Regions from separate parts of the Sus scrofa genome. Here all the other regions are linked to region 2. Evidence: chromatin contacts called from public HiChIP or PLAC-seq data. All regions are on one chromosome and are shown on one strand. Each heading gives the region's core, a stretch centred on a gene start, on an enhancer-like site or on the middle of the called end of the contact. The rest is flanking DNA. Distances are from core to core; before and after follow the strand shown. Region 1 overlaps VCAN (versican). Region 2 has its middle 170 kb from the start of TMEM167A. Region 3 overlaps VCAN (versican).

What was found. HiChIP or PLAC-seq counts read pairs in DNA pulled down with a chosen protein or histone mark.
Region 1: an H3K27ac HiChIP or PLAC-seq map of alveolar macrophages shows a contact between it and region 2. The contact joins two enhancer-like sites.
Region 3: a contact with region 2 is called in an H3K27ac HiChIP or PLAC-seq map of alveolar macrophages. The contact joins two enhancer-like sites. A contact is called at or near these places in 2 of 47 Hi-C or Micro-C datasets (embryonic fibroblasts and fetal skeletal muscle) and 1 of 2 datasets of contacts at active chromatin or transcription factors (alveolar macrophages).

What each region holds. Positions count from the first base shown.
Region 1 is chr2:91,767,230-91,771,879 of Sscrofa11.1, reverse strand. It overlaps VCAN (versican), which reads right to left. Exons shown (of 15, transcript NM_001206429.1): 8 at 1-3,860. Among named protein-coding and RNA genes, the nearest start is that of VCAN, 70 kb to the right of the region's middle. Within about 2 kb of position 1,634, at least 3 of the 83 cell types and tissues checked have an H3K27ac peak or open chromatin away from gene starts, as enhancers often do. A contact at or near this core is called in alveolar macrophages, where this site is marked.
Region 2 is chr2:91,183,939-91,188,206 of Sscrofa11.1, reverse strand. No RefSeq gene overlaps it. Among named protein-coding and RNA genes, the nearest start is that of TMEM167A, 170 kb to the left of the region's middle. Within about 2 kb of position 1,851, at least 13 of the 83 cell types and tissues checked have an H3K27ac peak or open chromatin away from gene starts, as enhancers often do. A contact at or near this core is called in alveolar macrophages, where this site is marked.
Region 3 is chr2:91,788,665-91,793,481 of Sscrofa11.1, reverse strand. The region is part of intron 12 of VCAN (versican); the gene reads right to left. Among named protein-coding and RNA genes, the nearest start is that of VCAN, 91 kb to the right of the region's middle. Within about 2 kb of position 2,986, at least 7 of the 83 cell types and tissues checked have an H3K27ac peak or open chromatin away from gene starts, as enhancers often do. A contact at or near this core is called in alveolar macrophages, where this site is marked.

The DNA.
Region 1 (4,650 bases), core at 385-2,884, 580 kb before region 2:
TGCCTCGTACTTCTCTTGAACCTGAGTACTGTCTTCATTACTGCCATGTGGTCCTGAGGATAACTCGGGATCTCCGTCTGTCTGCATTCCAAGGATATCTTCATATATAGGTTTAGTGTGATCAATATCTATGATAGTATTTTTATCTGATGTCAGCTCAGGTAGAATTTCAAGCATGGTACTCTCTGTAATTGTCAATATTAAATCTTTGTCCTCTTTGTCCAGATCTATGATAATATTTTCAGTGGCTTTCCTTCTGTCAGGTTTTAAGGTGGAATCCTCAAATCCCCCAAAATGGTCTTGGACACTATCTGTAGCATCTTCTGTGGACCTCTCATATGACATGGTACTTGATAGCACGCTAACTGGATCAGGGGAGCTTTCATTCTGCTCTGAGTGAAGAGGCAGCACCGCTGAAACTGTTGGGAATCCATCAACAGTAACAGCTTCAGCACTTGGAACCTCAGGATGTTTGTCCAGGGATCTATCAGAAACAAATGTGGCACTTTCTTGCCTAGTTGCCTGAGTAGTTCCAGAAGTGTGGACTAAATCCACCATATCCAATTCCCCAGATCCTTCTCCAGAATGTTCATAAAACAAGTCAGATGGTTTTGGTGTTGATGTAACAAATCCTTTCGCCATTTCAAGTCCATAAGTTCTAGCCAGAAAATCAGTGGAAGGGGTTGCGGTTTCTTTCATTTCTTCTGTTGGAGAATCTTCATTGGAGACTTGATCCGTCATAGGCTGTGGTCCACTAGTCTGGATTTCTTCTGCCCAACTGTGTGTCTGATTTTGAGGATGTTCAGTGTGTGTGGAGAAAGTGAGAGGTGCCACTGAGGGTCCTTCTGTTCTGTTGTCACTTAAAATTTCCAGTGAGGTTGTGCCGGATGCTGTCTCACTATCTTCAAAACTGCTGTCTGTTTTGGAAACAAGTGGTCTAAGTTCCTTTGTCACATATTCCATTCCCTCATGGTCTTCAGTTGTATTGTTTAAGATACTGGTTTCTAAAGTTTCCCCTTGAGAAGTCTGGGGAGACAACGTGCTAATGACTTGTTCCATTTCAGTCAAATTCACTGATACTGTAGCAGGCACAACTTCTTCTCCTGATCCCAGTCCAGAGAATAAAAGATCAGTATCCGACTCTTTTATTACTGGTCTCATAACTTTGGGAATGGGTTTTACACTTTCTGGCTCTCTGGTTGTTGAATCTGTAATTACACTTTCAGCTGGGACTGATGCAGTCACTGAGGCAGTAGCTAAGGAAAAATGGGATTTTTCAGTAACTTCAGGGAGAACAGTATACGACTCCAAGCCCTTTGAATCTAGATTTGGAGTGAACACATCAGCTAAAGGAATGCCTTCCTCCATTTCCTCATCAGTACCATAAGTTTTCTCTGTTGTCAGTACAGAATCATCTGTGGTTCGGAGGTGAGTTTCAGGAAAGGTTTGTGAATCGAAAATTGTTTGTTCTGGTGCTAAAGAGCTTTGAGGGGACTCAAAAGATCTTTGTTCTTGAATCTTTTCCTCTGACACTATTTTACTTTCAATTCCTTGAGTTACAGGGTTGACTTCGTGCTGGGGCCATAATTTGTCTGGCTCCGTGGTCTGGGGGAAGTCCACTGAAACTGTGCCATCGACCATCACTTCCCCTTTTTCTGTTGAAGCTTTAGTACTTCTGGCTTCTGCTGTCGGCCAAATGGTGGCTCTTTCTTCAGTTTCATTGATAGCACCTTTTTCTCCCAGTCCTTGATCAGTAAATGGGGAATCTGTACCAGAGATATTTCCCACAGCACTGGGAAACACTTGGTCAACAGAGCTGCTTACTGCAACCAATTGCTCACCCGAACCCTCAGCTGAGGCTGTGAACTCTTCCCAAGGGAAGGCTGAAGTGCTGACCAAGGTGCTGTCAGGTCGTTCTGAGTCAGCTACATGAATAGTGTGGTCTGAAGGAGGTATTATGGATGGTGAAATCTGGGTGTCCTTAAATGCTGCATCCCCAGAGCCTTCCAGCCCTACTGTTTCTTCTTTTGTTATGGGTTGAGATACTGTTGAGTATTCGCTCAAGTCACCACTGAAATCTTCCTCCATAGGAAAACCTGTAGACAAGACCTTTATTTCTGCCCCTTGACTTGGTTCTCCTGAGATCTCTGAAATCAAGTTTGCCTTGGATGTCTGGCTTATAATTTCAGCAACCTCTGTGTCTGTTGCAGTGCTCCAAACTAGTCCAGTTGGCTCAAAAGGCAATATAGTTTCCACATGTGGAGACAAAGTGCCAGCTGCTTCCTTTTTGGTTTGAATTTCAGGCTCTACGATGAATGAAAATGAAGAAACAGTGGTAGTTTCCAGGTCATCAGCAGCTTCTCCAGAGCCCTGTTCCATAAAGAGAGAGATGGGGCTACTGGGGATAGTGGACAGCCCTTCCTCAAACCCAGGTTGACCGCTACTGCTGGGCTCTGTGGTCTGCTCCCCTAGATTATCTAAGACATTTGTTTCTGCAAAGACAAGAGTAGAACTTGTCATTTCCGTTTCAGACTCTGTGGGTGTCGTCAAGAACGTAAAACTTTTCGTGGCAGCAGATGCTGAATCACCAGATGTAGCTTCATTTGGGTTTCCTAATTCAGAGGGTAAAATTAATTGATCTGATCTCTGTGTAGGTGAATGTGCCTCAGTTGTAGAAGCTGTACCTGTAGTTCCCTTCTCCTCATCTTCCCTTGTCTTCCCCTCAAGAGATGTACTAAAAACCCCCTCAAAAGTGTCTGATTCCCTTACAAAGTTGGTAGGCACTACTGCAGAAGGTGGTTCAGAAACTGAATGCAAGGTGGTTGCAGAAACATGCAAAAGGCTTTCTGTGATCATTATCTTGCTTGTGTCTGAAGTAACGAGGACATCGGTAGTATTTTTCTGTGATAAACCAGTGGCCAAGACAAACATTTTATCTTTATCTTCTTCTGCTTCCCCAGAGGCTTCTAGAATTGAGATTGAAGGACTCCCTGAGAACTCTACAACTTGTCTAGAGGTCATTCCCACCCAGCTTTCTATCGTGGACATCGGCTCATCAGGCTGTGGATTTCCTGTCAAGGTAACTGATTCATCCTCTGAAACATATACCGATATAGGACTTGGAACTGTACTTGGAGTATATGTGGTAGAGATTATTTTTTCTGCCTCTTCACCAAATGTTACTTCTGTAGCCCCTGAAAAGACTATTTTCTGAGATTCTTGGTCAATGGCAGCATCTCCTGAAGACTCTTCAGGAAGCAGAGGTACAGACTCAGTGTGCTCATGCGTCAGATCACCAAGTTCAGGGCTTGTCTCTGTGGTTGATTCTGGCCCCTCTGTGGCATCTCCCTTGTGGACTGGGGCTGTGGGGAAAATATCAGGCTCACCGCTTGAAAAATGTTCTGGTGTTTCCCGGTAAATCTCGGGTCTCCACGTAATTTCAAGGGATTCCTTTGTTTCTTTAGATTCATTAGGTTGCATGGCAGTAGACAAGCCAGTTTTGGCCATTACAAACTGCTGACTATCACTTTCACCGCTGTCTGAAAAATTTTGAGAAGGTGCAACACTTTCAAACTGGCCACGCCTAGCTTCTGCGGCTTCTGGGTCCTTGGGCACAGTGGTAACTAGCTGCTTCCCATTTATGTACTGCACTGAGGGGGTAGTCGTGACGTCAGTGGCATTGGCACACTCCTCATCTTCCTCTTCATCTTCCTCACTGTGGTATATACCGATTTCAATGATCTCAGGCAACATTTCAGCAATTAGATCATGCTCTGGATCTGTTTCTTCACTACAAGGTTCATCTTCTTTAGAGTCTGAATCTATTGGATGACCACTTACACTCAAATCACTCATTCGACCTGAAAAAAACAAAGAGTTTTCACAATACTTAAATAGAAGATTTGGCAGTGTATGACAGAAGAAATCGACAGCAAGGCTGGATGATCACACTCTCAACACACAAAGAAGGATTCAAATCTTTTCACATTAAGAGCCACCACCCTCCTACATGTGGTTCTCATCCTTCACATTTGCTGTTTTATGCTAACAATGGGAAAAACAAATCCAATTTAAGATTGTAGCCACAGGTTATGAAAGCCCTTCAACATGTTTAACAAAGCAATGGTCTTAAAATAAAACAAGGAATCATGTACACACAACGTAATCGTGAGTTGTAGGAATTCGTCTTTGTGTAACTGAAAAAAAAAATTAAAAGTTAAGACCACTTCACCAGATCATACCTAAAGAGTAACTGTTATTCCTTATGTAGGGGGATGCTTAGATACCCTCCATTCAATAAGGAAATGAGAAGAGATTCTTTCTGACCTCTTGTCACAATCTGTCCTAGAAAAGATTGTTTTTAGAAAATTAAGAGATTTCTTTTATTGCCCCTACACAGTCAATGACAGCCCCACCCTGGCGCAACAGTGAGATAACACTTAGCTGTATAGGCTGCAGCCACTTCCCACACACAAGGGCAGGACATGCTGGAGGTGGAGGGGGGGTGGCGGCGGTAGGGGTTCAGTTAAGGATGGTTCACAAAAAGCATCAGGAAGGAAGAAACCTCTATACTTTTACACTTTTACCCTTCATGAGAGATGATCTGGATTGAGTCAATTACTGTTTTTTTAATTAACATTTTCTCCAAAG
Region 2 (4,268 bases), core at 602-3,101:
GTTTTACTTTGATTGGGTTTTGGCCACATAATTTTTTTTTTTTTTTTTGGTCTTTTGTCCTTTTAGGGCCACACTTGTGGCATATGGAAGTTCCCAGTCTAGGGGTTGAATGAGAGCTGAAACTGCTGGTCTACACCACAGCAACACAGGAGCCAAGTTGCGTCTGTGACTTACAGCTCATGGCAATACCCAATCCTAACCCACTGGTTGAGGCCAGGGATAGAACCTGTGTCCTCATGGATGCTAGTTGGGTTCATTAACCACTGAGCCATGACGGGAACTCCATAATTCTTTATTCTAATAAAATCTTACACATTAGCCCAAATATCTGGGAAAAAATAAAAACCAGTCTAGTAAAAGGAGGACTGGGAGACCCAGAACCTCCAGCTCTACAGCAGATGGATCCACTTCCTGTCCACTCCACACCCTCCTTCCCATAGCACATCTCAATAGACCTCTCAGAGTCAAAATGGAAAAACAAAAAAACAAACAAAAAAAAAACAAAACAGAGTAGCTGAGTCTACAAAACACCAACAAATATTTGGGAATTTTCTGTGTAATCTAATCAGGAGAAGAAAATGGAAAGCGAATAAATAAATAAGGAGGGGGAGATAGGGAAAAATCTGGAAGAAGTTTCATCAATATGTTACTTGTGGTGTTTTTTGTTTTTTTTTTTTTTGTCTTTTTAGGGTCACCCCCTTGGCATATGGAGGTTCCCAGGCTTAGGGTCGAATCAGAGCCACAGCTGCTGTCCTACACCACAGCCACAGCAACTCAGGATCCGAGTCTCGAATCTCGTCAGCTACCTGCAACACAGCTCACGGCAAGGCTGGGTCCTTAACACACTAAACAAGGCCAGGGATGGAAACCACGTCCTCACAGATACCAGTCGGGGGGTTTGAGCCACAATGGGAACTCCTTATGGAGATTCTCTGATGATGAGATTATCAGCAATATTTTTCCACTTTTGGCTTTCTGTCTTTCCATATTGTTGACACAGTTGATAGTACAGATACTGCCTTTGTTTAAGAGAAAAAAATAAAAGGAACTTGAATTAAAATCTAAACAAGCTAATGAGGAACACAGCAACAGCTCGTAGTGCATTTTATTTTTACGGCACACCAAGAGGGAAAAGTAGACAAAAGAAAAGCCAGAGTGTAAAGTGAGTCAGATTGAGGCAAATCTCAGAGCTCCTTAGTGACTCAGAAGTGAGAGAGATGGTTCTGAGTGAGAATGAAATCAGCAGCTAACATTTGTCTCCCATTTGCTCATTCTTGCTCACAGAGCCCTCAGCATCCAGGGCAGACAAAGGGCTATCACTGTTGGTGACAGGCTGTTTGTCAGCCTGATCTCTGTGGAAACAAGGTGAAATGGGAATGAGCCTATTTTACTATTTAGGCTCCAAATGCATCAGAAGTGAGAAGCCCTGTGTTGTGTCTAGATATTACTTTCTGTCAAGGCCATTCTTTGGTAAGCACTTTCTCTTTTGATGACTAAAATTTTTTCAATTTTGAATTGCCTGTTTTTTTTTTTGTTTTTTTTTTCCCCCTCTTCTCTGCAAACTACTCAGGGAGGGAATGAAAAGCCAAGTCATCTATTTATTTCCCTTTTTAAACTGGAAAGCACATATTGCAAAATTATCCTGCAGTTGTTCTCCTAGACACCAAGTTACAGAAAAAATGGAAGTCGTTAGAGGCAGTCAACTTTCTAATTTTTCAGTGTTTGTGGAATTTAACTGCACATTGGTGCTTTCACCATCAAATTCTCCCCCAAATATATTCTCAGAGCAGAGGGAAGTGATGTTTCACATCAGTTTCTTTTCTGCAGCTTCACACTATTGCAGGTCAGGTGGTTCAACAGGAGAGCTGGCAAGTTGCAGCCCTGGCTCTGGGGAAAGAGTCTCTGGGCTTTGGGGCAGTAGCGGGAAATTGTTCTTCCTGCCAAAGGGGAATTGAAAAATCCCTGGGTCTGTCCACTGAGATTCCACATTGGGTCAGAGAGAAGAGCTCCCTAGCTGGAGAGAAAGAAAGCCTCCAGCACAGTCAAGCAGGCTGTCAAGATTCTGTTGAACATGAAGGAGATAAGTAGAGCTTTTTATAGAAGTCTATGGATCCAACTCAGTATTTAAGACCATTTTTAGTGCAGACAAAGCCTAAGAGCTCCCTGACTATAATCATTAGGGTGTAAAGTGAAAGGCGGACATGTAGCTTGGGATCCACACGGGATTCCCCAGAATTTAGAAGACATCCCAGCTGGGCCAGTCCCCTTCCCATGCACATTCTGGCTAAGAATCAACATTTCCTTGAGGAGCAGGATCTGGGGGCTCATCTCAGAACTCACTGCCCATCTTTTGAAGCCTGTTTACTAAGCTGCATGTTCTCACACTGCTGCTTTAAGGATTTCCAGCCAACATGTCCTGCAATGGCTGTAAAGTTTCTGCAGGTCTTGTAAAAATAAGATAGCAAGGGCTCCTCTTCTGAAGTACTGACTTTGTGAAGGTATTTTACAATCTTTTCTCCTAAGATAATAGTCCTTCAAAGTCCCTATTTTTTTTAGGACCAGGATTAGCATGGTGAGGCAGATGATGAATTTACTACAGGAGCGAAATTTAAGGGGTTCATCAAAATCTAAGTACCCCCCCAAAAACAGTATTTTAATGTAATTTTTTAAAAAAATGAAAATGAGGTGTTCCCTTGTGGCTCAATGGGTTAAGGATCCAGTATTTTCATTGCAGAGGCTAGAGTCACTGCTGTGGTGTGGGTTTGGTCCCAGGCCTGGGAACTTCTGCATGCTGAGGGTATGGCCAAAAAAAAAAAAAAAAATATATATATATATATATATATATATATATGAAATGATTACCCAAACTCCATGAAGAATAAAACATAATTTGAAATAAAAATGAGCTGTGTGTTTTACAACCCTGTACTATTACCCAACAGCACGTCTCCCACTAGCAGTTGATTAGGGTTGGTAATGGTGTAAGCGCAGATTGGGCAACGCAGAGCTTTATATAAAGGCACGGTTTTTCACTGGAGTTTTTCTACTTGATTCAAAATAGGAGACAGTATTTTGATACATATAGAGAAGAAGGTATATTCTTCCTTTGTTTCAGGCCCCAACATGGCTCAACAGGCTACTACATATTATTTTCCTAAATTTACACATTTCCCTAAATTTAGAGGCAGGAGCTAACCTGCCCAGGGTCATGTGAACTCGTGAGTTTTTGCCTGGGGTTCCGTCCCAGCAGCTTGCCCTGCTGAACATGCTGCATCACACAGACTGTGGCTCTGCAGGGACAACATTCTTTCATGTTATGTTAAATGTTTCTGGCTCCCCAGGGGGCAAAACCATGTAAGCAGCATGTCTGTCTGGGATGTACAGAGCTTTGCATGGGTATGTCTGGCTCCAGGTGTGACTTGGAAGAAGCTGGACAAGACCTGGATCACAGGTGCCTCATTCTCCTCCAGCACAAGTCCTTTTGCCTTGATGCCTCATAAAAGTGAAATTTTGGTTTTCTTTACATAATATGCCATGATGTGAAAAAGGTCAGAAGATCCCACATGCTGTCAGATCCAAGCTCATTTCTACTTGGGAGTTCTAATTCTCTTTCATTCTCTCTGTACTGACCTCCTACCCTATCTCAGGAAAGGTTAGAACAGCGATGCTGTAACTTAGTCATTTGAAGCTAGTAATTTCAATAATTTTGACATAATTAAGAGCTTCCTCATTCCATCACCTCTTGTATTAGCAGTGTAAGAGTCTATCTCTCCCACTGAAATGTGCAATTCCTTGAGTGGTTGGACCTTGTGTCACTACATGGTGTATCTTTTTCCTTTCCTGCTTCAACTCTAGAGTCTAGCACAGTGCTTTGCATGCATCAGCGCTTAATAAATGCTAATCGGAGTGAGAATTAGAATATGAAAATGTTTTGTTGTGTCCTCCTAAGGGAATATGTTGGGAACATGCAAGCACATACAGAGCTATTCAGAATTCTTCAAATAAGCTCATGATCCAGTCAACTGCTCATTGTTACCATCTGTGCATTCACTCCTTCAAATATAATCATTTGCCATAAGCGTGTATGACTTAGATACCACAAAAAATAAAAGAGCAGTTTTAAGTCCCAAACTCAAAACTGGGCAATTTAGTTGTTAAAACTATTATTCAACTGATAGTTGCTTTTCATTCAGGCGCCCAACTGAGAGAGGAGGCCCACAGTATAATTCACTAGAAGAAGTTCCCCTTCAAAATTTATTAGTGGAAAT
Region 3 (4,817 bases), core at 1,737-4,236, 600 kb before region 2:
CTAAATAAAGAACTCAGAATAACACTCTATGTAAACCTCCCCCACCACCACCACCTCAGCTTTCAGAACACAGGTCAAATGGTTATCTGCTGGGAGCTTAGAAGGACTACTTATTATAGAAATCAAAACATTTGGTAACTTGAAAATGCCTTTTTTCCCTAGATGGCTGTGGTCACAATAGGCATTTGTTTTCAGTCTGTGAGGAGTTATATTTAATTTTGTTGTATTTAACTTGGGGCAAATGACCTCCCTGCAAGGTACAGATAGACCTTCCTCTGCTCCCTGTACTTGCTTAGGGTTACTCTGGTTTGAGTCCTTGTTTATTTACATTTAAAGGAGGTTATGGTTTTGCTGTTGTCTTTGAGTTGAACAACCAAAAGGAAAAGAGAAGCTTTTGTTTTAAAGGAGAAAGAGACATTTGTTTCGGTGTCACTGCCCTAGGCTGGCAGCCTGGAGTCAGATCCTACAAACATGAATATGCCGAAGGGAAGAAAAACTAACTCTGGGGTCTCCTGATAGTTGTTAAAGTGGCAACATGCCCATGATTTTCTTAGCTGGCAAATCTCTGCACTGGGGACAGACGATCTGCCAGGTCTGGAGCACAGTGCTAATCTTGTGTAATAGCGTGAGCTCACTGCCCGGCAAAGTAGTAATTATCAACAGCAGTTTCCAAAGGATGTGAGTTCCACCCACTGAGAGACCACTTGGAGACGGGCCCCAGGCACAGTCCCACCGAGCCAGTTGCATTTAATCCCCACCATGAACGGTGCCAGAGGGTTCCTTGACCCCCAAGTTCCTTTGAACAGGTCTTCAGTCAGGAAGTGCTAACTATCCAAATGCAACGCGAAACTGCCAAACCCATTCAACATTTTTTTTTTTTGGCCTTTTCCATGGTTATGCATTGCCTTTAATTAGCAATTAAATTTAAGTAACTGTGTGATTGTAAAGTTTCTACTGGTGGAGAAGCATCTGTGAGAAGGAACTACTGCGTTGATAAATCCTTCTCTTTTTTCTTAAGGATGATCTCTTCAATTATGAAATGATTTGCTGGTGGCAGGTAAATGTTCTTCCAGCTGTGTGCCTGTCACCAGCCACCTGCATTCAAGTAAGGGAAGGGCAGAGGAGAGGGGTTTTGTGTTCTAGAATGACTCTACGGCTCGTTCCATGTCATGTGTAGAAGCAGAAGAAGCAGCTCTTAACTTCCAACCAAACTGAACCGCAACACAAGTGAAAATTTTCACCGAGAGCTGAGTGGTCTTTCGGAAAAGAAACTGAAAACGCTTCTATTCCTGAATAATGTGTTAAAGGATGGACAACAGCCTATGTTTTCCTTGGCTTGTAGGTTAATCAAATGAAGCCTGTGAGATTTAATATAATTAAATTAATGTTGATATGCAGTGTGACTTGTTCACAGAGAAATAGCATTTGACTTGGAGCTAAAACCACACCACAGCCAACACACATCCAGCTGCAAACACTTTACAGAAAGTCTTCTAGGATTTTCAGGTAGAAAAAGTAAAACTTCAGTTTTCGGTTTAGGGGTTTTGTTTTGCATCATTGTTTTCAGCCAAATCATGCACGATCCCTTCAACCCAAGAAACTACAAAGAAGCTTAGAAAACACAGGGAATTAGTTCATACTCCTGATTCTCTTTTCAATGTCCAGGACATCTGGGAGAGGGAGGAGGACGCGAACCTTTGTGTTTATAAAAGGGTAATAATGATACATTCCTGCAGAAAAGAGAATAATGGTTTATGACCTGCGATTTGTTACTCCTTTTCTCTGTTCCTTTTAAGTGTTTCTTCCTGGGTTAAGGGCTATTTCTTTATTGTTTCTATTGGTTTTAAAAGCTGTTTTTTTTTTTTTCTCACAATACTTTGCTTGACAGGCTGATGTGTTTATTTAAGAAAAGGGCTGGGAGGGGGGTGTCAGGATTTAAAGTCAAATCCACTAGCAGGTGGGTAATTTTCCTGCATCAATTCTGCATCATGACCAGGAGGGCAAGTGGGTAAGTATACCTGTTTGCCAATGCTGGATCATGTTTATCAAAATGAAAAAAAACTCAGTTACCTCCCAGAAATATTTTTTTCAAGTAGGACTTAAGCACAAAAGGCTATCAACTAGCCTTTGTAGCCTTTGTAATCTACCTTCATCGTAATTATCAAGGGGCAAGAGAAGTTAGTTAGAGCTAGAAAAGAAAACATTTCTGGATCTGTGAATGAGTAACTTGTTGAGAACTTTCTGACTGGATTTAGACAAATGCAGAGGAAAGGAGGAAAGGATATCTCTCTGTTTTCCCCAAACAGGATGCAGGAGAGTCAGAGGCTATGACTACTTTCCAGGAAGGTGACAAGCCAGCAGCCTTGCCCAGGGTGACATGGAGTGCTCACAAACAGAGATGACAGAAGGAAAATGTGAAAGATGTAGAAAAAAAATTTTTTTTAAATGTATAAGGATAAAGTTAGGATTTTTTTTTTTTCTTACAAATCAAATGTTTTTAAAGCTCTTCAACATGTTAAAAAGGGAACTGGATTGTCAGTTCTATTCAACCCTCAACCTCTGGACAACGCAATCTAAGGTGACATTTCCTTTGAAGTAACTGCATCTGATCCACTGAAGCATCCGGTCCCAGTGGTGAGGGGTGAGCTTTGACAGTGCTACAGGAACTCACTTAAGAGAAGCCAGAAAGGAGCAACACAGGCCACAGGAAAATTCCCCCTGTGAGAATTTTATTCCTGGGGGTCAGAGAGAGAAGGGAGCAAGTTTTAAAATTTCTGAGCTCCACAGATTTACTCTAAACCATTGGTTAGGGTGGTGTGTTAGAAAAAGTAGTGTGATTAAGATCCCTAACAGTTTCTAGTACCTTCCTAACTGTGCTGTCCATGGACACCCTATAGTCTGTAGCTGAAAAGACCATAGACTATAGTGAAAATGATTTTGACAGGATGCATATAGATGGGGAAACATAAATGATTGCATAGTGTTCCCTAATGTCTGGCTTCCTCCGTGCTTGAAAGAACAGACTCAAGACAGTGGATGAATGAAGGAAGCCCTGTCTAACCTTAGGCAACCAAGTCACCCTGAGTCAAGCAATCTATTAAAAAATGAAACGAACTGATAACATTCAGGAGTGAGGTTTCCTTTTGGATTTTGCATTTGGATGATGAGGTTTTTTTTAAAGCTAAAGATCTGAGTAACTGTCAGTTTCCTAAAATTGCATGAAAAATATGCCCTGATATAACTCAAACCTTCAAAAAGTTTGCTTTCTTCTTCACAAAGCGTATATGTTCTTGGGACAACCACATGGACAAATGTATCATCATTTCCAGTAGGAACATCTGTTTTCCTTTGGGTTAATAACTTTTGTAAGATGCATTATGCTCAGTTACATATTTTAGTTTCTGAGAAACATTTTTTTTCTTTTCATCCTATTTGAAATGCCACCTATTATGTTTTATTGTTTTTCCTACTGATACAACTTTAAATTACTTTTCTTAATTAAAGTATAGTTTACAATGTTATATCAATTTTTGCTGTACAGCAAAGTGACCCAGTTGTCTATACATTCTTTTTCTCATATCATCCCATAAATAAAATATTAATTTAGATAAACAAGAACTGTCATATAGAGATTCATCCAAAAGACTTATTTGGTCATTTCAAGATTCAAAAGGTAACAGAGTGAGTCGGTTGAGCAATGTATGGATATTGATTATCATTCACATATCTCTTTTTGTCAACCACTCTGCTAGGTGCTGAAAAAATGGAGATGGAAGTTAATTCCTGCCTCAGAAAGCTCAGGGTCAGGAAATTAACACCACAGGGGTCAGTGGTAGAATGGGAAGAGGTCACCAAAAGGGCTCTGTAGGAGCTTTCAGTCACATCCAGCTAGGAAGGCTTCCTGGAAGAAGAAGACTCAACTAAGCAAGGTATTCAAACACAAATCAAATGAAATTAGGGTAAGAGGGTAAGAAATTAGCGTAGCATTCTAAGTATTCTAAACATTCTAAGGGCTAATGGATGCAACCCTGGGAGAAGTGAAAAACGTCATGGCTTATTCCATGAACTGCAAGTATTTTGAGATGACACACCTTGGGAAGTGGCCGATGGGCTTGGTATGCCCCACTAATTATTACAGAATTTTATACTGAAGGCTAGAGGAAGATGTTGCAGAATGAAAAAGGGAGTAACCCTAGTTGAGAACAAGGGGACAGGAAGGTCATAGACACTGGAAAACAGATGGGGGGAACACTTCAGACTGGTCATTCATTTAACAATAGGTTAAAGAAGGAACTTAAAAGTCAGCTAATAGTAGAGAGGCTAGATAAGAAATGTTTGTTTAAGTTCGCCAGCTTTAATGTGTATTTAACTTGGATGGTTTAACTTGGCGTCTTTGAAGACATTACTTGGGTGGCAAGTAAAGTCATTCATTATTGAAGTTATTTGTCAGGGTTTCTAATAAGCACTTGGGGCATTTTGCTGTTAGAGATCAATAGCCAAGTTAAAGAATGACTGGTGAGGAGAAAACCAACCAGAATGTGACTGCTTAGTAGGCAACTGAGTGACAGAGTGAAAACTGAAATGTGTTCAGAGGAAATAGCTTTAATGGAAATCACAGGGTAAGCCTAGACTCAGTTTTGTTCAGGAGCAACACTTTTGGGAAACTGATTGGGTAAACACCCCAAATAAATAATAAAAAAAGATTTTAAAGATGAAACAAAAATAAGAATTTGGAATTTTATATAATGATATCAAACTCCTATTATAGAAACCAATAATGTGGAAGAAATCTACCAGAATCTCAATAAGGGCAATGT